Regions from separate parts of the Mus musculus genome. Here all the other regions are linked to region 3. Evidence: chromatin contacts called from public targeted proximity ligation data. All regions are on one chromosome and are shown on one strand. The core of a region is the stretch at or near the end of the contact, and the rest is flanking DNA. Distances in the headings are between cores, read along the strand shown. Region 1 has its middle 65 kb from the start of Gm29998. Region 2 has its middle 110 kb from the start of Gm29998. Region 3 holds the start of Pten (phosphatase and tensin homolog). Region 4 overlaps Sgms1 (sphingomyelin synthase 1).

Region 1 (5,901 bases), core at 2,775-5,274, 570 kb after region 3:
CTCTAATGCATAGTTCCAAAGCCATGGTCACCAGACTGCTCTAGTTAAGTTCTATTGGAAGCAAACAAAACCACAAATGTGTTATTGTGACACCGTAAATAGAATTTTTTTATTGCTAGGTGATACATGATAAAATATTTAGGTATTAGATCTGAAGTGCCTGTAATACAGCAGCTTACTTTCCAATGACTCGGAAAAGAACCAAAAATAAGGAAAAAAAGGGCTCAGGGTTGTAGTTCATGGTAGAATACTTACCTAGCAGCCACATGGATCTTGGAAGAAAATGAACTACTACTACTTTCCTACACCAATATAATTTGTAACTGCATTCTAAATACTTACACTCATATCCACAGAGAGGCATAGCTCCTAACATGTATCAAAGAGGTCTCTTTGTAACAGGCAAACCTACAACTGATCAAAATGCAGAGTTATGGAGTCAACTCACAATGAATTATCTATAAAATAACTCCTGAACCTAACACTGAAGGACACACATACAAGTAACATTACATAGACTGAGCAGGTTGTATTTATGACTTTAGGAAGACATACATATCTTCCTATGTCAGCAGCCATCTAGGAAAGTTGAAAGGTATGCAACCGACTTTTCTGAGATGGCCCACCATTTGCATGGCCTACTATGGGTGAGTTCTGAGGAAAGATCCCAAGAGACTTCATCAGAGGATTGGTTCTTGCTGGTGTTATGCCATTTCCTATCACTATTATACAGCCTAATGATTCCTGGGCATAAGCCTACTCAATTGGGCAGATTTTCTGCAGATTAACATGAAGATGTACTCCTATGTAGTTATGATATGCAGACAAATTGATGATTTCATAATTCCTACTAAGGATTTTATAAAATTTATAAATTTATACAAGTAACTTCAAGCCCTATAAAAGCTGCAAATAGGGCTCTGAAAACTTCATGCATCATGGTCTATTTGCACTAGGATAAGAAAGCAGGCTTGGAATAAATTTACAGTCAGGAAAAAAACGTTCCTTCTAGGTTAGCTGTGAGACCATTATCTGGTAACTAAAAGTCATTAACTGGGAATGGACAATTTAGTGTAGTGCAAGAACAGATAATAAAATATTGACTCACACACACACACACACACACACACACACACATATATATATACATATATATATATATTCTGTATATATATGTATATATATAAATATAAAACCTCAAAATAATAAGACATTAGGCAGATGTTTTGTCTATTGACAAAACCATGCTGACTTATGACATAAAAATTATTGCCTTAAACTTATAATGAACTTATGGCTCTAGGAGCTAGATAATGAATATTTAGTCAGGTACTAGTCTTAATGGAAAGATGTAAACATTTTTGCTGTAATTCTTTGCCATTTTATGTCATGAGCTATTGTCTTGAACGTAAGAAAGTGAAGACGTTTAGGAAACCGAGTGATCATTTATCTTGACAACGTACAAGAACTATGAACAATAAAATGTAGGTGCAATTTTCTTCAGCTTCATCCAGAGTGAGTGTTTTCTGCATGCGTGAATTTTCTCTTTTCTTTCATTTTTTTTTTTTTTTGCTTTTCTTTTCCTTTCTCCCTGGTTCATCAAGAGTTAATGAGTTTTAAGCCTATAGCCTGGTCAGCTAGAGAGGTCCTTGAGCTAGAGAGAAAAGAACCCTAGCAATTAAGCTTTTTTTTTTTTTTCCCCCTTCTTAATCCTCTGCCCATTGCCAGCAGGAGTTAGTAAAAGAGTTATAGACAGAAGAATCACCAAAAATAATGCAGCTTTGGCCCTAACAGCTGACTACATACTCCATTGCTGCCTTTCCTGTGAAAAAAAACCCCATGATCCTGGGCTGGTCACCAGCATTCCTAAAAGTGTAAATACAACTTGCTCAGTATAATGTTATGTGCTTATGTACATATATGATTATGTTCAAATATACATAGGAAAAAAAAGACCATGAATTTGAAAGAGAGCAAGAAGGGGTAAATGAGAGGATTTTCAGAGAGGAAAAGGAAAGGGGAGGGAGAGATGATGCAATTATGATCTCAAAAAAAAAAAAAATGAATAACGAAAGTAAAACTCAAGACTTCTGAGAGACGGGAGAATTAGTCTTCCCCAAGAATAAGTGCTGAATGGCTTTCCAATACCAAGTAATCATTCCTGAAATCATATACACAAGTAATACTAACTGAACTCAGCAGGTTGCATTTATATATTTACCCACACAAGGCCATGAATTGAGAGAGAATAGGGACTGGTATGGGAGAGGCTGAAGGGAGGAAAGGTGTGTGTGTGTGTGTGTGATATGATCATATTTAACTAAATTTTAAAGAAAAATGAGAAGTATGAAAAATTGGGTGTGGTGGCTCACACCTTCAATCCCAACAGTCTGGAGGCTAAATAGAAAGATTTGTCCAAGTTTAAGGCCCATGTGAGCTACATAGTGAGTTCTAAGCCAGTCTGGACTACAGAGGGACTCCTTTAAAACAGAACAAAATGGAATTGTACTTCTGGTTTTTCCTTACTACACAGCAGACACAGAAAGAGTTTATAGCACCACAAACCACATGCTTTTAAGGCTCTGTATCCTTGATGATGAATCTTGACTTTCATCCTCAGCTGTTAAATTACCACCATGAAAATCACTGCCAGTGGCCAAGTTGCATGAAATAATAATTATGTGTTTACTGTTAACCATCAGTCAAATTTAAGTACTTCGAGGTGAAATATGAAATATGAATGAATAGTCTGTAGTCCTACTTACCCCAAAGTACACCACACACACACACACACACACACACACACACACACACACACACCCTCTCTCTCTCTCTCTCTCTCTCTCTCTCACTCACTCACTCACTCACTCACATATCAATCTTTATATTAATTTTCTCTGAATAATGTTCTTGGCAATTAAAACAATCAACTGGGAAATACAAAACAGACAGTCTCAAATGACATCCCTAAAAGAGTTTAATCAGCAGCAAACCAATCCATAAGACAGTGTTCAGGTAGGTTAATGTTAATAAAAGTCATATACCTATCCTTTTACAATCATCTGTCATTGAAAATTATCCTGGTGTACAAGGCACTCTCTCCATATTCAAAGCTCATGATTCATGGCTGACAATTTCGCACATCTTTATCAGAAAGCAATTCTTAGCTGTCCCATGTTGCTAACATCTGCACCACAAAGAAATTGTAAAGACCAAAATTCACAAAAGATTACTATTATCACATTTCTTAAAAGAGAAGCAATACATTATAATTTGATATACTGATAGTTTTTGAAGCACTTTCCAATGTAAACTTCAAAAGATCATCATGAATATTTAATTTCAATGCAGCACACATCAAGTGTTCAAAATTATCAGCTGCTGGGAAACTAAATCCACTGATAAAAGAATGTAACCACTTATTAAAGCCACAAGCATGATTTTGAGCTGTGATTATATGTAAATCTAATGTCATTACAATTGATAACTGTGGGATTAACTGGGTATTTCTGCAACTTTAAAATACGGTAAACAGTCAATAGTGAGAGAGGTTAATCAGTTAATGGTTTAACAGTTGCAGCTGCAAAATGAGTCATCGTCTTTTGAAACTCGGAATTTTAATCCTGAAAGCTCTCTATCCGATAAGTAAGCACTATTTGGAAGCCTTTTATTATTAGGTCTCTTATCCTGTCTTCAGTTGCCAGCTGTGTGTGTTTCAGATTCTAAGAAAATAACAAATTCCAACTGATGAATAGCTTGAAATATGTTGTGGAATAAGGCAAAAGGTTAGGAGAGAAATTGTAGCTGTAATTATGATCAGGTTTCTATGCAGATATAAAGGCCTGAAAGTGAATAATCCTACCACTCACACACTCTAACCTAATAAAAATTGCCTAACTTTTTCATGACTTTATTTTTCACTCTGTAAAATGGGAGTTTTAATAGCAGTCTCCCACATGGGTGTGCTGTGAATAGTCAATGAGATAATGTTATTAAAACTGTACTTGCCACAGTCATGACACATACTTAAAAGTGTGTGCCAAGTGAGTGAGTCAAGAATTACACTGTAGTTACTATTCAGCACTATTCTTATTCAGATTCTGACTGCATCCTAACAGTCTTTAATAATGTTTGCCCATCAGGGTTTACTGAGTTATTATTGGTAATGGTGGCAACATTGACACCAGTAGCTTTAGTTGCTAATAGTCAAGATATGACCTATCAGTTCTAACTTTAAAAAAATTTCATAGTTCAGTGGAGATTTAAAAGACCCTGTGTCTTGTTAGGAACTCTATTGTGACAAAATGCTATGACCAAAGGTAAGTTGGGGAGGAGAAGGTTTATTGCATTTTACAGTTGGTAGTCCATCATCCAGGGAAGTCAAGGCAGGAACTGAAGGAAAGTACTTAGAGGCAGAACGGAAAGCAAGGGACATTCACAGAGGAGTGCTGCTTACTGGCTTACTTAGCCTGCTTTGCTATGCCATCTAGGACCATGTGCCCTGGAGTGGCGATGGACCCTGTGAGCTAGTCCCTTCAATATTCATCACTAATCAAGACAATACACTATAGGCCAATTAATCCTACACAGGCCTTTGCTTAATTGAGTCTCTCTCTACCCAAATTATTTTACTTTGTGTGTCAACTCCTGTCAACCTGCTTTTTTAGTTTTAGTGGAAACCTGTTTTCCCTAATTCTTATTTTCACAATGACCATGTTGATGTCAACCACTTCCATTCTAAGCTTAATACTAGGGACAGGTGACACTCGATAATTTTCAAAAGTATCATGCATGTCTCTATATGCAATAGTTTTAGAATTATCACATTTCATCAACAAAAATTCACTCTCATTTAAATATTATGTGTTTATTTTCAGCTCTTAAACCTTTTAAAATATTGTCCAAGATCTTCTAATGCACCTCTGAACAGAATCCCTCAGTGGCCACTGTTTGCCTCCCAGTGACATGATGTGGAATGTAGTGCAGAACTCTGAGGCTCAAGGTTATGATTCTAATAAGTTCCTTGACAGACTCATGTTTTTCTTTTGATCTATTTGCATGGTCCTGATTTTGTGATAAGCTAATTTTGACAATAGTGCAGACAGGCCATTATTTTGCATTATACTAAATGAATGACAGAATTGAATGTATCTTAAACTCCATTAGGAAATGGACAGCATATGTCTTGTTCTTCAGTGCACTCCCAACTCCTATCACAGTAGCTGATGTTGACAGGTTTTCAGAAAGTATTCATTGAACAGTAAAGTGAATGCCAAAAACAATGAAAATGAGAGGTAGAGAAGAGAGAAAACAGATAGTTCTAAGCCCAGTTCTAAACTAAGAATGAAACATAAGAATACTTGATTACCATTAAAAATTTAAAAAATGATTAAACTAAATCTTTTTTTTTTACAATTTTTATTAGATATTGTCTTCATTTACATTTCAAAAGCTATCCCAAAAGTCCCCTATACCCTCCCCCCTGCCCTGCTCCCCAACCCACCCACTCCGGCTTCCTGGCCCTGGCATTCCCCTGTACTGGGGCATATAAAGTTTGCAATACCAAGGGGCCTCTCTTCCCAGTGATGGCCGACTAGGCCATCGAAAAATCCTATTTTTCTTTGTGACACTATCACACATTTAGTATAGAATCTTAAGGCACTTAACATACATTTGTAATGAGTAGTACCAGTGTACATGATTTATTTCTTTTTACTTTGAAAATTTCCAATGACCCTTCATATACATTGGTACAGTAGTCTTTAAATAGTTAGGAGTCTCTCACTTTCTTACACTCATATTCTACCTACATTTGCCCCTACCGTCTCCTTATTTCCTCTATTTTTTTTTATTCCCTCTGTTTCACTAGAGATGAATGAATCTTTTCAACATATATTTTCA
Region 2 (6,205 bases), core at 1,667-4,166, 530 kb after region 3:
TTATGCGATACCAGAAAATGGGTTGGAAAGTTCTTGTTTAGGCATAGATAACTATATTTCCACGTTGTTGGTTCATTTATTCATTATTTGTTTATAACACTGTTCCAACACTATTGTTCCAACAATTAGATACATAGTTTCTGAACCAAAGGGCTAAGAGCCAGATTGATAACAGAGATTGAAGATGTCAGCCAGCTATGTGGAGCCATGTAGATGGCTTAGTGACAATACAGAGAATATGGAAGGAAGAGGGACCTCTTGTCCAGAGAAGAGGAGGGATAGTATGTATCATTCCTTAGAAATTAGATCTAAATTAATATGTAGGATAACTGTTTTAGGTATAATAAAAATGGCCAAGCAAATTGACATACTAACCAGTCTTGGTTATTGGGTACCCTACTATCTTTGACACAGAAAAAAAAAGTATGCATTCAAAGGTAGTGAGCACCTATCTCTTTACAGTTATTTAAGTAGAACATTTACATCTTTATTTTGTCATTTTTTTAGTTCAAAGGGAACATCAGATTTCACAGTTTCAATACATATCTATTGATTATCGTTTGCTTCAGTCACACATGCAGACTATCTGTTTCGGCACAAAATGTCTTAGGGTTTGACCTGACCACTATGAAATTAACGTTAAATCTCTGTACACTGAAGCTCTGGACAGAGCTACTTGATGTTGCCAGTGTATACTGGGTTCTATTAGGCCACAATCGGAATTGAAAGTGGGAAAATGAGAGGAGAGGGACATGTGCTCTGAGCAGATGTACTGTGAGAAATCTGTGACTTCCTTGCTCTGGATGTTCATAGCAAAAAAGAAGTACACAGGAAAAGGTAATAGTTCCTCTCTGGATATTAGAGATATTCAAAGGGCTATCTCAGAAAACACCCCTAACAACAATAAACAGAAATCAGCTTTCCATCATGAAACTGCTCAATATTTATCTTAACATTGACACCCCTGAATTTGTCAGTAGTTTATAAAACTTTGTATTTATAACACTTTAGAAACCCTTTGGGAGTTTTGCAGTGACTAGACTGTAATTGTTCCATTCAGCTGTTTTTTGTTTATTCATTTATTTCCTGTGCCTCTTTCCTTTATAAAATCCAAGGAACAGACTCAGCGACTTCAAAGAACATAAGCTTGACTCACCTTACTTTTGCACATAAGAAACAGCAATGAACACCTTTGTTCTTCCTCACAGAACTGTGACCCTCAAAACATATATGACCCTCAAAATGCATTGAGTTAACTCACAGACTCCCAGTTATTTGTCACATTAAACATCTGGATTTAGTACGTAAACAAACTAGGTTTTACTGGTTAGAAATCATGACCTCTAGTGGCAAAAGAGATAAATAAGAATGTCTGAGCATTGTGGGTATTTATTTCACTGATTTGAAACAACTCACCTTCCTCAATGAAAGTGAGGATGCCTCAGTCCCACTTGGGAGGGAGAAGAAAACATCCACAAGTGGGGAGAGAGGGAGGGAGGGAGGGAGGAACCTGGGAGGGAAACGGTATGGGTCGGGTGGGGAGAGTGGAACATGGTCTGGGAAAAGGACTGAAGATCCGAGGGCCAGCAGAAAGAACAGAAACCTCCTTGGGAGGTAGGAGGTTGGGGGGACCCTCGAGAATCTACCAGAGACATGGGAGGTGAGAGACTCTCAGAACTCAAAGGGTGGGACCCTAGATGAAGTGCCCTTCAGTGGGGAAAAGGAACTTGTAGAGTCTACCTCCAGATAGGTCATCAAGCGAGGGATTGGGGTGGCTATCCCACAGTCAAAATTCTGACCCATAATTGTTGCTGTCTGAAAGAACTGCAGGGATGGAAATAGAGAGGAGGCTGTGGAAAATAAAGTGCAATGACAAGCCCAAAATGGGATCCAGCTCAAGGGGAGGTCCCAAGACCTGACACTACTACTGAGGCTATTAAGTGCTCACAAAAGGGACCTATCATGACTGCCCTCCAAAAGACCTAACAAGCAGCTGAAAGAGCCAGATGCAGATATTTGCACCCAACCAATGGGCAGAAGCAGCTGACTCCTGTTGTTGAATTAGGGAAAAGCTGGAAGAAGCTGAGGAGAAGGGCAACCCTGTAGGAGGACTAGCAGTCTCAATTAACCTGGATGTCTGAGATCTCTCAGACACTGGATCACCAACCAGGCAGCATACACCAGCTTATATGAGGTCCCCAACACATATACAGCAGAGGACTGCTGGGTCTGGGTCTAGTCAGAGAAGATACACCCAACCCTCAAGAGAATGGAGGCCCCAGGGAGTTTAGAGGTCTGATGGGGTTGGCGGGGGTGGGGGGTGGGGGGCATCCTCATGCAGAGAGAGGGTGCAGGGAGGTGGTATGGGATGTGGAACAGTTGGAGTGTGGACGGGGAGGGGAATAAAATCTGGAGTGTAAAAAAAACAAAAGAAAAAAATAATAATGATAATAATAAAGTAAAAAAAGAAAATTCTCCCTTTATTTTTAAAACATCTCTCAGCTAAAATTGTCTATAGCCAAGCAACAGTCTAGAATGTGATTTTACAGTTGGGCAACAAGTCTTTTAAAACTGGGATTTATAATGGAAAGGCCATCCAAGACTTAATTACAGTGGGCCTCCTGTTGGATGTCATTTTTCCATGAGTTTGGAGAGAACATCATGTGATACAATCTCAGACTCTATTAGTTCATGTTGTTGGTCTATAAGGCAAAGACCAGGAAGCAGTCCACACTATCTTTATTCTACGCCTCAATTTGCCCAAAGGTTTCAGAAAAAGAAAGCTTGCTACAAAACAAGCCGGTTTCGGTAACAGAAGTTTTAAATTAGGACACCCTACGGGCAAGAGTGAACTCCCACTTCTAGAAGAGAAAAGCTTAAGTGTGTTCATTGAAAACGAAACCTTTATGTCTTTTTTTTTTTTTTAAAGTCATAATACTTGTTTCAACTTCTAGAATTGTGACACAACCAGGCTTACTCTTCCTTCCAGGTCTGTCTTCTAAGAGATCACATGCTGGGGATCTGTGCATAGAATTTAGCCCAGAACCCTAATAAAGCGGACTAGGACAATTTACTAATCTTTTCTTCTAAGCCACGACTCTTCAAACAAAGGGATCTCTTTGGGGAATTTGAAAACTAGTCCTAAGTCCTAATACTACCAACTTGGATTTAATCATCTTGGGATGCAGCCTGCATGTCAGAGGATTTTACAAATTTCAACAGAATTCAATGATGGGGTGAGATCAGAGCTGGGGTTCTATGGCCTTTTACTGAAGTGGGGACTGGACATGCAGCAGCAAGCACCCTCTGGAAGGATTTTAGGATAGAAATGGAGGCCCCGCCTAAAACCTGTCAAACCAGAATCTGTACTTAACAAGGTCTTTAGAGGCTCTGCACACATATTAAAATCTGGAAAGCGTTGCCCTTTGTTACAGCCATTCCAAACAATCTCTGGGCAGCTTTAGAGGCACCTACGGTACCTTACAATTCATATAATAAAAACAGAGAATTACTCTTGCACCTGATTAAGAGCTGGAAAAGAAGCATATAGTGGCACTGATATGACTGCTGCCTCTGAGCTGTTTCTGCTCCAGATCCAGAGCAGACTCAGAGATAGGAAGTGAGTGTGTTGACTGGAGGGATAGCAGATAGAGATACAGAGCCAATGGCTGAACTGAGTCATAATTCATTATTGTTTACATATCAATTACTAAACATGTTTGGAAATCATCTTACTCTAGGCACACTACAGAGTATATTTTTTCCCCTTTAGGGTTTTTTGTGAGTCTTGAGAAAAAAATCTAAATCTACTATATGATATCTAAAGAGGGTTAGGTTAAACGCTTCTGAGTTTACCTGAAACTTACCAGCCTCTGTCTACAACAATGAGCACTAGGTCTTGCATGAACCATGACCACCCTTACCAATTGCCAATTCTTAAGCATGCAGATCTCAGCTTGTCAAGTCCACACCAAAAGCTCTCTTGACCACCTCACTGAAAGTAGCCACTTAACATTTTCTAAAATCATCCCTATCATTTATCATCATATAACATATGATGGTTTTATTGTTGCTTTTATTATTTCTCTGCTTCTAAAATTTATAATTCCTGAGAATATGGACTGTCTTATATAATATTGTACCAATATTCACTCACATATTCAACCAGTTTGCATTGACTATAGATTATATGCAAGCATGGTTTAAGATGGTGGTCTTAGGTATGGTAATAGTGTTTACCCAACAGACCATTTGGAATGCTCTGAGCTGGAGAATTACAAATACCATCTTTAGCTTTAGATAGTCCATATATCTCGTGTGAAAGACAGACACATATTCATCCAGCAATGGATGACCAGAGCAGCACTGAAGCAGCAAGTGGAACCAGATGGAAAAAGCAGTGATGAACCAAAAACAGTGAGTTAAAAATTTTAATTGGGGCGGCCTAAGCCACAGCAGCAGCGGTTGCCATCTTGGTCCGAGACCCGCCGAACTTAGGAAATTAGTCTGAACAGGTGAGAGGGTGCGCCAGAGAACCTGACAGCTTCTGGAACAGGCAGAAGCACAGAGGCGCTGAGGCAGCACCCTGTGTGGGCCGGGGACAGCCGGCCACCTTCCGGACCAGAGGACAGGTGCCCACCCGGCTGGGGAGGCGGCCTAAGCCACAGCAGCAGCGGTCGCCATCTTGGTCCCGGGACTCCAAGGAACTTAGGAAATTAGTCTGAACAGGTGAGAGGGTGCGCCAGAGAACCTGACAGCTTCTGGAACAGGCAGAAGCACAGAGGCGCTGAGGCAGCACCCTGTGTGGGCCGGGGACAGCCGGCCACCTTCCGGACCGGAGGACAGGTGCCCGCCCGGCTGGGGAGGCGGCCTAAGCCACAGCAGCAGCGGTCGCCATCTTGGTCCCGGGACTCCAAGGAACTTAGGAATTTAGTCTGCTTAGGTGAGAGTCTGTACCACCTGGGAACTGCCAAAGCAACACACTGTCTGAGAAAGGTCCTGTTTTGGGCCTTCTTCTTCGGCCAGGAGGAGGTCCAAATACAAGATATCTGCGCACCTTCCCTGTAAGAGAGCTTGCCAGCAGAGAGTGCTCTGAGCACTGAAACTCAGAGGAGAGAATCTGTCTCCCAGGTCTGCTGATAGACGGTAACAGAATCACCAGAAGAACAATCTCTAAACAGAGTCAACTATAACTACTAACTCCAGAGATTACCAGATGGCGAAAGGTAAACGGAGGAATCTTACTAACAGGAACCAAGACCACTCACCACCACCAGAACCCAGCACACCCACTTCGCCCAGTCCAGGGAACCCCAACACACCTGAGAACCTAGACCTAGATTTAAAAGCATATCTCATGATGATGGTAGAGGACATCAAGAAGGACTTTAATAAATCACTTAAAGAAATACAGGAGAACACTGCTAAAGAGTTACAAGTCCTTAAAGAAAAACAGGAAAACACAATCAAACAGGTAGAAGTCCTTACAGAAAAAGAGGAAAAAACATACAAACAGGTGATGGAAATGAACAAAACCATACTAGACCTAAAAAGGGAAGTAGACACAATAAAGAAAACTCAAAGCGAGGCAACACTAGAGATAGAAACCCTAGGAAAGAAATCTGGAACCATAGATTTGAGCATCAGCAACAGAATACAAGAGATGGAAGAGAGAATCTCAGGTGCAGAAGATTCCATAGAGAACATCGGCACAACAATCAAAGAAAATGGAAAATGCAAAAAGATCCTAACTCAAAATATCCAGGAAATCCAGGACACAATAAGAAGACCAAACGTACGGATAATAGGAGTGGATGAGAATGAAGATTTTCAACTCAAAGGTCCAGCAAACATCTTCAACAAAATTATTGAAGAAAACTTCCCAAATCTAAAGAATGAGATGCATATGAACATACAAGAAGCCTACAGAACTCCAAATAGACTGGACCAGAAAAGAAATTCCTCCCGACACATAATAATCAGAACATCAAATGCACTAAATAAAGATAGAATACTAAAAGCAGTAAGGGAAAAAGGTCAAGTAACATATAAAGGCAAGCCTATCAGAATTACACCAGATTTTTCACCAGAGACTATGAAAGCCAGAAGAGCCTGGACAGATGTTATACAGACACTAAGAGAACACAAACTGCAGCCCAGGCTACTATACCCAGCCAAACTCTCAATTATCATAGAGGGAGAAACC
Region 3 (6,312 bases), core at 2,883-5,382:
TGAGCAAGTGGTGTTTGAAAGAGCAATAGTGGGGTGGTAAGATGGCTCCATGGGTAAAGGTGTGTGCCATCAAACCTGACAACCTGTATTGGATCCCCAGAAGCTACGGGGTGAAAGCAGAGGACAGACTCTTGCAAGTTGCCCCCTGCTGTGCACAAATGTGCCAGGACCTGTGCACATGCGCCCTCATGCGCTTGCATAAACAACAGATAGATGTAAATTAAAAATAAAAAGTAGAAGGAGAAATCACAGAATAAATAAGAAGAAAGCTTTCAGAGCTGTAGAAGAACAGGGCAGTTTAAATTCAAAGCCAAATGTGCTAGCTAATCCATTATATATCTAGAAAATGCTTTTTTTTGATAAAAATAGAGAAGCTTGCTTAAAAATTAAAGCGCTAGACTGAGCTCTCTTGTTGAGGGGTCAGAGATGTGGGGAAGGAGAAAGGCACTACAGCAGCAGCGTGCTCACACACGAGATGCTTTTGCACAGAGCCTACAACAACACATCAACTATTTATATTACCTACATCCCCTTCTTGGTGTCCCACTTATCAAGGGAAAGAATTTTCTTTGGACATCTTTAGCATGTAGTAACAATAGAGTTCTGGAATCAGCTGTTGGAAACTATCATTAAAGCTGGTTTATCATACTCCCTAATTATTCTATATAGTCAGTCTCCCTAGAGCTTTACATAATTCTCCCTTCGTTATAAGCTTCTGTTTCTCCCTTGAGTGTTTTAAATCCAGACAGGTGAGGAAATGAAGCACTTGGAAACCAGTGTATTGTAATATCTGTACAGCCAAGCATATAAATATATACATTTTCATATATATATATATATATATATATATATATATATATATATATATATAAAATTGCTATATGGACTTTTTCCCTTTTGCCCTACTCACATCCTTTGAGTGGAATAAAGATGTGAAAAACTCCAAAAAATTTTAAAAGGCTGCACAGAAACATATTTGCTGCGAAAGGAAGTAGGGGTGTATTTAGAAACTCCCAACAAGGCCTGATGCTGTCAGCGTGGCCAGCTGATGTCAGAGGGGCCCACACACCTGCCAACACCGCGTGTCTGTTCCTTCAGCCCTGCAGAGCAGCCGAGCGAAGCAGCTAGCTGGCTTTCGGCTTTCTTGCCTCACTTGGTGGTGCTTGTGGGCTGGGGTCAGCGCTGGGATGCGCCTCCTTGTGCTCTATGGAGTGATGCTCTGGAAACAGAAACGGGTCCTTTTTTTTCCTCCAGCCAGGCATCAGGAAGCTTAGGGATGAATGTCTTTCTTTTTCTTTAGAGGAAGATTTCCGAGCTTCTTAGACGCTCCGAGTAATGTCACGCAAGATGCCTCCAGGGAAGAGGCAAAAGAGGGTGATGCTAGTAACAGGGACTCTGGGGACAGGAACGAATGTGGGCCATTTCCCCTTTTCAACCCACTTCTCTTGATGTAACTTCATCCTTATTTTTCCCCACAGCAGTAGTAGACACTCTGCTGAGCACCACTTAGGTTTTTGCTGTGCATCTCAGCTAACACTTTGACATTGGGGATTCTGTGTAAACTAGATCTCCATCTTAGATTAGGCTGTGTGAACCGAATTTATTTACATCGTTAGAAACCAAATAGAGGCCTCTCGGCTATTGTTCTCAGATTGCTCTCATTGGTCATCCCTGCCCTCCCTCTACTGACCAGAACCTTGCCCCAAAACAGCCTGTAATAAACATCAACGCTGGCTTAGCTTGGGCTGCTATCTCTGGCGGAGAGATCTTTAAAGGATGTATCTAAATGCAATGTTTGAGTAGCTTCAGAGAGCTCTAATAGAACTGTAAATATCCCCGGTTTAATTAGCAGTCCTGCAGTTCGGTAATGGCCCATAGCTCTCTGAGCCGAGCCTCTTGAGGTTTCTAGACTTCAGAGGCTGCCTGCAACTATGCTGTGTGGACCTATGAAATTTTCCTTCTCCTGTACTCTAAACCCCCAGCTAGCCTTTCCTAGACACCTACTCGCAATTATTGCAAATCCATAACTGACTACTATCCTCCGGATTTCTAAAATGATCCAGTGTTTCAGCTTAGGTCTCAACTCAGAGATACTTTAGGGCTCAGATTGGCATCCTGAGAATTAAGTCCCCTGGGAAAAGAACAATAAGGAAGAAAACTCTACCTACATTGGAGTTGATGTCATTTTTTTTTTCCCTCCAAGCTCAAGGTGATCGCTTGCTTTGTGGCTGGTTGGTGGGGGAGGAGGGGCTGTACGCTAGTTATCAGCATTTCTGAACCAGCTCTCTCAACCGCGACAGGTCAGCCAATCCCGGCAGTAAGCTTTTACTTGACAGGTTTGTTCTGGGCTGACAGCCATTGACTAGGTGCTCAGATAAGTCACTTGGCTGAGTCTACGGTAGGTGGGGCGCGCTCACCAGTTCAGGGGCAGTGACTGGAAGTTTGTTGCAACATCGGTAAGCCTAACCAGCCAGCAGCAACAGGAGATACCCTTTTGCCCCGCGAGTACAGATCTAGAAAGGGTTCACCTCATTAAGCGAAGGAGATGCGTCAATCCCCCCCACCCCCGCCCCGCGCCTCCCCCTAGGGCCCGGCCTCTTCTCCCACGGTTGGGAACGCGCGGTGTGGGCAGATCCAGAACAGGAGTCTCGTGTCCCGGCCTTCTGGCTAGCTCTATGGGTTACAAGCGAAAGGGAGGAACAGCTTGGGGACTCTCCGCGTCAGCGTGCACAAACCGGCGGCGGCCAGCAGAGAGGGGTGGCGGGGGCACGTGCTTGGATGTGGCTGCTTGTGTAACCAGCTCCCCAGGCGCTCGGCCCCGACAGCGCTCCTGCGGACGGCTCGTGGATGCTATTCTCTGCTCCGATCCGGCAAGAGAGGGGTCCAGCAGACCACACGGGAGAAGGAGGCGGGGGCGATCACCTAATAGAGCAGAGGGGACCAAGCTCCTGCCCCAGGAGCACACAGATAGGGGAATGGGAATTTGGAAAGTTCCCCAACTAGGACCACACGTGACCTCCTCCTGAAAGTAGTTCCGACCGCGGCTCATGTATCCTTCCACCTCGCCTTTGAGCCCTCCCAGGCCTGCTCGCCCCGCCCACTCGCTGGCTGCAGCTTCCGAACGTCCCATACTCCACACCCGGGCTCAGTAACCGGGTCCTCGAACATGCAAGGTCCGACAGGGTCAGAACCTGGCCATCGCGATCCAATTCTGCCGGGTTTTCATAGCGGCCACGAAGTGGGGATTGGGGGTGGGGGCTTAGCTCTTTGAAGACTGAGCTTGGCTGTGATCCGGTAGACCCACCGCTGCGGGGAGCTGCGGGTCTCATCACCGGGCGGTGGAGGGGTGTGTGTGAGGTGCACTCTATTCACGGAGACCCACTTTGTCCAACCAGGGGTGTCCTTTGGGCCCTGGAAACTCAGGGGAGATGTGAATGTACACGCCCCGTATGCACAATCATCATGCTTGGCTGGGAGCGTTCATCTTTCGGGCAAATGAACCCAGCTGCCTGGGAAGCAAGAGGCGGGGCAGGGAACCGGAGCCCGATGAGGTGACCCACGCGGGAGACACAATAGGGGTTGTTCTTTGTGCAAAGACTGACACCTTGAGGACACCGTGAGGGGGAGAGGTGTGTTATCTAGGTAAAGACTGTCGCCGACAAATCCTAGCGAAGCACTGCAATCTGACCACAGCGCAGGGCAGGGAATGAAAGCCGTTCCGAAGAAACGCAGGGACAGACGCAGGAAGGATAATCCTGCCCCTGAGGCTCCCGGAGCACCGACCAAGGCGGTCAGCTAGTGCGATCCACCTGTGAGCGGTCAGCGATTGTGCTCAGCGCACCCTCACTCGGCCCCAGCCTGTTGTACCTTTGCCGGGTCTCTCTGCGCTGAGGCCAAAGCCGGCGTAGCTCCGGGAGCGAGCCGCGGACACACTGGGCATGCTCCGCGGCGTTCCCCGCCCCTGTCCCTTCCGACGCCCCGCCCCGCCCCGCCCCGTCCCCGGCTCAGCGCCCGCCTCCCGCCCGCCTCCCGCCTCCCCTCCGGCTTTCCGAGGCGCCCTGCTCTCCCGGCGGGGCGGCGGAGGGGGCGGGCTGGCCGGCGCACGGTGATGTGGCGGGACTCTTTGTGCACTGCGGCAGGATACGCGCTTGGGCGTCGGGACGCGGCTGCGCTCAGCTCTCTCCTCTCGGAAGCTGCAGCCATGATGGAAGTTTGAGAGTTGAGCCGCTGTGAGGCCAGGCCCGGCGCAGGCGAGGGAGATGAGAGACGGCGGCGGCCACGGCCCAGAGCCCCTCTCAGCGCCTGTGAGCAGCCGCGGGGGCAGCGCCCTCGGGGAGCCGGCCGGGCGGCGGCGGCGGCAGCGGCGGCGGGCCTCGCCTCCTCGTCGTCTGTTCTAACCGGGCAGCTTCTGAGCAGCTTCGGAGAGAGACGGTGGAAGAAGCCGTGGGCTCGAGCGGGAGCCGGCGCAGGCTCGGCGGCTGCACCTCCCGCTCCTGGAGCGGGGGGGAGAAGCGGCGGCGGCGGCCGCGGCTCCGGGGAGGGGGTCGGAGTCGCCTGTCACCATTGCCAGGGCTGGGAACGCCGGAGAGTTGCTCTCTCCCCTTCTCCTGCCTCCAACACGGCGGCGGCGGCGGCGGCACGTCCAGGGACCCGGGCCGGTGTTAAGCCTCCCGTCCGCCGCCGCCGCACCCCCCCTGGCCCGGGCTCCGGAGGCCGCCGGAGGAGGCAGCCGCTGCGAGGATTATCCGTCTTCTCCCCATTCCGCTGCCTCGGCTGCCAGGCCTCTGGCTGCTGAGGAGAAGCAGGCCCAGTCTCTGCAACCATCCAGCAGCCGCCGCAGCAGCCATTACCCGGCTGCGGTCCAGGGCCAAGCGGCAGCAGAGCGAGGGGCATCAGCGACCGCCAAGTCCAGAGCCATTTCCATCCTGCAGAAGAAGCCTCGCCACCAGCAGCTTCTGCCATCTCTCTCCTCCTTTTTCTTCAGCCACAGGCTCCCAGACATGACAGCCATCATCAAAGAGATCGTTAGCAGAAACAAAAGGAGATATCAAGAGGATGGATTCGACTTAGACTTGACCTGTATCCATTTCTGCGGCTGTTCCTCTTTGCTTTTCTGTCACTCTGATAACGTGGGAGTAGACGGATGCGAAAAATTTCTGTAGTTGGGGTGACTATAACGTTTAATTCTGGGCGCATTTCTAGATCGTGCATATTGTGTCTCTTCCAGTGTATTCAACCTAGGGAGTGTTCGGCTAGACGGAACTCATGCCTCCTTGCAAGTGTCAAGGCACGGATTGTTTTCTTGTCGAGCTCTGTGGTCTCTTCTTAAAATCTATTGTCCGGTAATACAGAGTACTGTACACTGGATTAGCGAGCTCGTCAATCCAGCCTTCTAAATGAACTAAAAAAAAAAAAAAAAATAGACGCTTTGGGTTGTGCATATTTCGATTAGATCGTGACTTGGGCCCTAGATCTAGGGTGTAGATGAGATTAAAATGAAAGTCCGTGCTGCACGTAGGCATGTTGCCTCAGAATCTTGCAGTGATTGTTTTTAGTTTCCTGGGTTGCATTGGAAGATTTTTCTGAAATGTGACTTGTGGACTGATTTGCATAACTTTATAAGCATAGTCATCGTCAGCATGGACGGTGCACATTTGAGGGTAGAAGTAGTTTTGTGTGTTTAAACCGACGTAATTACAAATTTGGAGCCTGCATTTGGAAGTTTTGTAGTTTAAAATCAATAGTGCCAGAATATATATCATTGGAGCTTTTAATAGAACTTTGTTAAATTAGACTTTCTTTCCTGATGAGATGTGGGATAGGATATGAAATTTGCATTTCAGTGGTATGTTCCATTCATTTGACCTCGCCACACTTGATAGAATGGAGATCGAATAGTTTTTGATCCCAGATGATGATGTCTGTGAGTCCAGGGATGCTTGCTGTGTGTGGCAAATGACTGCAGAGGTTAAACTCAGTTCTCACATGAAATTTAAGTAGTAGCGTGAATTCGCTGCTCATATTTTTTGTTTCAGGTGCTCTGACTCGTTGGCTTATCAGTGGGTTTTAGCCTGATTTGTGCAGAACGTCAAGTATAATTTAGCCCGCTAATATCCAGACAAACTGGCAGGAATGGATCACTGGCTCCAGATTGTAGGTATGCTAGCTCTCTGCATGCAGTAATTTACTGAGTCAGCTTGTTGAATAAGACAGAAACCCAAGAATTTTAACGTTGTATAGTTCTGATTGTCTAAAAGTTAGGCCTTTGTACTTCAAAAGTTCGTGGTTTAAAGCATTTATCTTTGCAGTTTC
Region 4 (6,004 bases), core at 1,773-4,272, 520 kb before region 3:
GGTCCCTTCTCACTCACCACTTCAGGGACTCCCTACTTCACACGAGAACGTATATGTAGACAAACGCATGCGCACACAGTACATACCACGCCTGCTTCTCCCCCCCCCCCCCCCCCGCACTCTTATTAGATATATGCACACAGGCATTTTACTTAGTTATAGAGCTTACTATCTTTCTCCCACTGAGCCAAGTCCCAGACCACAGATTTCGGCCGTTTCCTTTTCTGTCTTCTGGTCTATGGTGATCACTGGTCTCTGTGCCTAAGCCAAGGCCTAGAACAGGAACTCTCGTTAGGTCCAGGGCTTCCTTGGCCAAGTACAGCCCACTGGTCTAAATAACCAGGGCTAGTCTGTGTCAAATATTTAGTCAACAAAGGAGAACGTGAAAAGTTTTCATTAACTAGTATGGTGAACAAGAGGGCTAAACCACTTGAAAATAAGAATTGAGAGGTCTCAGGTACTTGTCATAGATAGGCTGCCTATTTCAAAGAAAGAAAACAGAGGTTCTAAAATACCCTAGCTTAACAAACAAATACTCTTCTGTTCTTGCCTGTTTATATAGGGTCTTCCAGGGAAACTGTTATAATGTATAACAGAATGAGACTAAAAATGGGTTTTCTTGACCATCATTAATAACCACTGTTAACTACTTTAAAGAGACATGAAGATTAGTGGATGGCCAGCTCTCACTTGATACACACCAGCGTGGCCTCGGGTGAATGAGGATCATATCTGCCCAACACCAGGCCGATGCATCCATGCTGTTATCTACAGAGAAGACTGTTGCCACAAGCTCATTACAGAAGGACATTTAAGCCTATGGCAGAAATGCATGCATTGTACTGGGTAAAATAAATATGGACGATCACATATATATAAAACAATGATTTTAATTTTGTATCTTATTTTTAAAAGCATACATATTCACAGGAATAAGAACAGAAGCCTCCATACCAAACTATTGCCAGTGGCAACTTCTAAGTACTGCTTTTTAATTTTCTTTTTATTTTGTTTCCTGGTAGTATGAGAAAAGGACTTTTTATGTAGCCCTGGCTGTCCTGGAACTGGCTAAGCCAGCCTCAAAATCAGAGACCCACCTGCCCCTGCCTCCTGAGTGCAGGGAATAAAAAGTGTGTGCCATTTTCTTTAGGACACGCATGGCAGATTTTTATGTAGAATCAGATAAAGAGGGAAGCACTGAAACTGGTGGGGCACGCCTCTCATCATGGCACTGGGCAAGCATAGCCTGTTTCAAAACAGTTATGTATTAGTTAACAGGAAACAGGAGTAGGGAGAGGAGGGAGAGGGTGGTAAGGAGTGGAAGAGCAGCATTTCACTGTGACCAAGGACAGGTATACAAGCTAGAATTCTGAAATTTGTATAAGAATGGTAGAACCATCCTCCTCTGTGGGATGCTGAGGTCAAATTCCAGTCCCAACCTGCTATGTGACACAAGTACAAAAACAAGCTGACCCAATTGCAGCCACCATCCAGAGAAGCCTACACTGAGGACACAGCTCACAAGCAGACATACCTTCTAACCTAAATCTGAAATGCCGCGCCGCCGCCCCCCCCCGCCCCCCCCCCCCGCCCCCAAAAAGGAAGCAGCAGGGCCAATAGAAGCCACCACTTCTCCAAGGAGAATGCTGTCACCAGAGCTTCAGAATGCCCTTGTGTGGGTGTGAAATGTAAGGACATTCTCTGTAAGGCTGCCTCCTTAATGTCACTGCTGTGTGTAGCCAGTGAGGCAGAGTTGACCAGTCTGTGAAGTCAGAGAGCTAACATCAAGTATGGACTCCTTCATCCTCTAACCACATGATCTCAGGCAAGGTTCACCACGGCTTCAAGCCTCAGGTTGGTTCCTTTCAATGGCCTGCCATACCTAAGTCCAGGATTTTAGTAAAGATTTTAAATATTTATCAGTGGGACCGAAGATGTGGCTTCGTGACCAGGTACTCGACTGGCATAAAAGAGGGGCCTGGGTTCAATTCCCAATACCGGAGGTAGAAGGGGAAAAAATGGTTAAAGTATTTGTCAGGATGGATAGCCACTACTAACTCCTTAACATGCCTGAAGCCTAAGCACAAAGACTTTTAAAATCACGAGTCCCCTCATTTTAAACAAAGACAACAAAGTACGGATGTCATGCTCCTAAGATTCAAGTCTGAGTGCCTCAGGACAACTCCTCCGGCGAGATCCGACAGCCACTGAGTCCACACATGGCGTCCGGGTGGATGGCTTGGGGTTTGTTCCCATTTGGTCACCTCTACAGTACTGGGGTGTCACCCTGGGGCCTTGCGAAAGCTGCAGTCCCATGTGACCTCTATTAAAAAGGCTTCATCTGCTGAGATACTTTTGTGAACTACATAAGACCTCCAGAAAATACCGCGTCCTTTCCTCTCTAGCATCTGCTTCCCTAGCTTTACGCTGGACAAGGTCAGAATGACAGCAGCCACCACAGCAGAGCCTGCATCAGAAACAGAGTATATTTCAAATAAGTTCTCATGACAATAATCTCAGCAGAGCGATGAAAATAGTAAAAGGTGAAAGTATTAATATTTAATCCTAATATGATACAAAGTAAGACCGTTTGAAATAGGAGTAGCACATATTTTAAAAGTATAGTTCCACAAGAATTAAACAGATGTCTTAAAATCCAATCTCAAAAGAAGGAGGCAGCACACCGTACCATTTCCAGACAATGGAGTACAGTCCAGGTAACACACCTACCACCAGGTCCGAGGCAGCCTCAGGGACGAGCATGTTAAGTACAAAAGCCAATGGAAGCCTATTTGGAGGGCACCCACTGGCCAAGGTTCAACACCATCTGCTCTGTCCCAAGAGAAGTTGCCTGTGAGGTGTCCAGTCAGAAGTTCCCTGTCAAGAGCACCTGGCCAGAGTCAAGCTTATCACTGCTGCTTTCCTTTTTGTCCCCTCAGGCAACCGGAAGGACCATCAAAGAGGCTGAGTCAGAGCTAAGGAGTGACATTCCAGGAAAAACAACTGTCTGGCCTGTGGAAAGGACTGGCTCCACGCCCACTGAGCACCTGTCTCTGACTCAGGGTCATCCAGATAGGCATGGCAGGCTCAGGCCATGCTCTCCCTCGTTACCTCTGACAGCTACGGTTTCACATCCAGCAACTGGCTCTTTTACATGTGTGCTGGTTTCTCAGCCAGGGTCATGTCAGGTACTAAGTTTCCAAGCCAGACAATATGGTACACTCCTATGAACTCAAAGGTGATCTCAGACCAAAGGGACAGACAGTTTAAGGCTAACTTTGAAACTGCATCATAAAATCCCAAAGCTAACCCTAACCTTACACGTGCAGGAGGCTGGCTCAGTAACAGTAGCAGCATTATGAGGGTAAACAACTTGAAAAAGAGCTGCAGTAGCCCCTCCCCCACACCTCACATCTTGTGTCTCAGCTTTTTGATTTTGTACTTCCTTCATTTTTATTAGCATAAAGCACATATAATTCATTTTCCTTCATTAAAAACTAAATCCTTAACCCTTGTGGTAAGTTTAAATGAGAATGGCTCCCACAAACTCAATGTCAGGTCCCTAGTTGGCAGAACTGCTTTAGGAAGGATTAGGAGGTGTGGCCTTGCTGGAGCTATGTCACAGGGGTGAACTTTGAGGTTTCAAAAGCCCAGGCCAGGCCCATCTCTGTCTCCAACTTGAAGAAGGAGAAGAAAAAAGTAAGCTCTCAGCTACTGTTTCAGCAGGCAGGGCTGCCTACCTACACATGTTTCCACAAACTGTAAGCAAGCCCCCAATCAAATGCTTTCTTTTATAAGTTGCCTTAGTCCCGGTCTGCACAGCCAGAGCTACAGAAAAGTAACTAAACACTCAGCTTCTCTCTTCCTCTTTCCCTCCCATTTTATAATCCATAAGGCTCTAAATCTTTTTGAGGTTCATCTAAAGCCGATGGTGAAACGCAAGGCCATTCTAAGCCTCAATCACAAATTATCAAGACGCCATTCCTGAACCTTGCACTGAAATAACCAGTCTACTGAACATGACAACAGGCTTAACTCCCCCTCCCCTCTGGGTGCCAGGGACGGAATCTAGAGCATCACAGATGCCAGGCATGCGTGCGCTCAACTGCCCAATCACACCCACGCGTACTGAGAAGAGACAGCTCAAAGGACAAAGATGCTCCACTTTGGATAGTTGTAACATCTTTTAAGAGATCACGTTTGGCCCATCATGGTGGAGCAAACCTTTACTCCCAGTACTTGTGGGAAAGAGACAGGCAGATTTCTATAAGTTCACGACCAGCTTGCTGAGCATAACAAGTTCCAGGGCAGCAAAGGCAATACAAAGAAAGAAAGGAAAAAGGAAAGAAAGAAAAAGAGAAAAGAAATCATGTTCCACCTGCAATAACTAAAACCAGAGGTGCAAAAAAGCAGCTGTCCCAACTAACTATACTGAGACAAAAATGTTAAACCCTAGACCCCTCTTGCCACTGTAAAAGTATTCGGTTAAAGCTTCAGGTTAATGCAGAGATCTACATTTACGTAATATAAACCATACCACCTCTTAATAAAAACAACAGACGACCTATAAATCCAAAGCCCCATGGATTTATCTCAACAAGACGGAAATAATACATTCAAATTTCCACCAAGCCTCACCTTGCTTCATATGACAAAAGTCTCAGCTTACCTTGAAAATGAAATACTATTTGGAGAGTAAAACTGCTAGTGTTTACTCTGGGTACTAGTGCACCAGTCACCTGTCAGGGGTGCCAAAAAGAAGCGGACAGGCTGGGAGATGGAGCTGCAGGGCGGAGGACTTGCTGGGCACGGCTAAGTTCCTGGGGCTCAGTTCCCAGCACCACAAGATGAATTACAAAATAAGTAAATAAAATCAACAGAGAAAAATGGATTTGAAAATTATTTCTGGAGTAGCTCTTTTAAGACTTTCAAATGTGACTTTTCAAAGCCATACTTTGAGATTGTAGGTGGCCATTACAGCTGACCCCTCTTCTCCAGGTCTCCTTTAAAATAATAGTGCATCATGATAATGACAATCCATACAGTCAGGAACCCCAGAAGCCTTCCCACAGAAGACAAGGGACACCAGGGGCATTGTGCTGTGTGTGCTGGTAGGACAGAGTGACAATAGAGATTGAGGAGCTGAGGTACAGCCAGCAAGGGTTCCATCAGGACTAAGGGACAGGATTCCAAAATAGCAGCCAGCCTAAAAATCTACAGAATGTCTGGATTCTTACCTTCTACCATTTACAAAAATTAAGTCAAAATGGATTTGAGTTGTAAAAAGTAAGAATTGAAACTAAAATTCCTAGAAGAGAATAATACAAGCACAAGACTTCACGGCAAGCAATTTGCCAATGGAGCTCTTGGATATGATGCCAAGAGCCCAGCCAACAAAGCAAAGCATACCAGGGTTAAATGGCAAGGAATCAATAAACAGAGTGAAAGATGGACTGCATTTGCAAACCACACATCTGAAAGAAATGGACAGCCAAATGTGAAGATCTCTTAGCATATAACACTGAAAAATCCAAATAACCAAAAATAGACAGAGCACAGTGCACTTGCACAGACGTCTGATAAGCAAATGGTCAACTGTACATGAATGTATGTTCAACATCACTAAGCATCAGGTGAAGCGAGACAAAAGCACAGGCAGAAGCGGCCTCCCACACATAAGAACAGCCATTAACAAACCCAGACAATAACAAGTGGTGACAAGTGTCACCTGACCTTTTTGCTGTTTCGTGGGTTCCTTTTTCTTCCACCTTTCTCCACCCTTCTTCTCCCTCCTCCCTTTCAACCCCCTAACACCAGGTAGGAGAGAAGGAAGGCTAGAGAGGAAGGGGACACAATGTTGTTAGAGTACTTCCTGCTCATTAGGGGCCCTGAGTTCCTTGGAGCAAGTTTGCTCTTCAACATGAGGCTAATTTCTTTTCATCTATTTGCATCTGCCTACTTGACAAACTGCAACAAACCACAACCAGCAATATCCAATCAGCAG

What was found.
Region 1: a contact with region 3 is called in a targeted proximity ligation map of embryonic basal ganglia, with 4 times the contacts expected there. A contact is called at or near these places in 3 of 39 promoter capture datasets (cranial neural crest, embryonic stem cells and maxillary cranial neural crest) and 15 of 130 datasets of targeted methods (the 230-238 cell line, the SCID.adh cell line, VIP interneurons and 12 more).
Region 2: a contact with region 3 is called in a targeted proximity ligation map of pro-B cells, with 6 times the contacts expected there. A contact is called at or near these places in 12 of 39 promoter capture datasets (the 3T3-L1 cell line, the HPC-7 cell line, cranial neural crest and 8 more), 1 of 484 Hi-C or Micro-C datasets (the HPC-7 cell line), 23 of 130 datasets of targeted methods (the NIH/3T3 cell line, the SCID.adh cell line, VIP interneurons and 16 more) and 1 of 9 other capture datasets (adipose tissue).
Region 4: a contact with region 3 is called in a targeted proximity ligation map of pancreatic cancer cells. A contact is called at or near these places in 1 of 39 promoter capture datasets (pre-B cells), 2 of 484 Hi-C or Micro-C datasets (embryonic stem cells and pre-B cells) and 2 of 130 datasets of targeted methods (bone marrow-derived macrophages and pancreatic cancer cells).

The regions. Positions count from the first base shown.
Region 1 is chr19:33,323,412-33,329,312 of GRCm38.p6, forward strand. It overlaps the pseudogene Rnls. Among named protein-coding and RNA genes, the nearest start is that of Gm29998, 65 kb to the right of the region's middle.
Region 2 is chr19:33,281,850-33,288,054 of GRCm38.p6, forward strand. It overlaps the pseudogene Rnls. Among named protein-coding and RNA genes, the nearest start is that of Gm29998, 110 kb to the right of the region's middle.
Region 3 is chr19:32,753,445-32,759,756 of GRCm38.p6, forward strand. Pten (phosphatase and tensin homolog) reads left to right here and starts at 4,133. Exons shown (of 9, transcript NM_008960.2): 1 at 4,133-5,079. The coding sequence starts at 5,001. It also overlaps the pseudogene Gm36566.
Region 4 is chr19:32,239,374-32,245,377 of GRCm38.p6, forward strand. All of the region lies in intron 4 of Sgms1 (sphingomyelin synthase 1), which reads right to left. Among named protein-coding and RNA genes, the nearest start is that of Asah2, 140 kb to the left of the region's middle.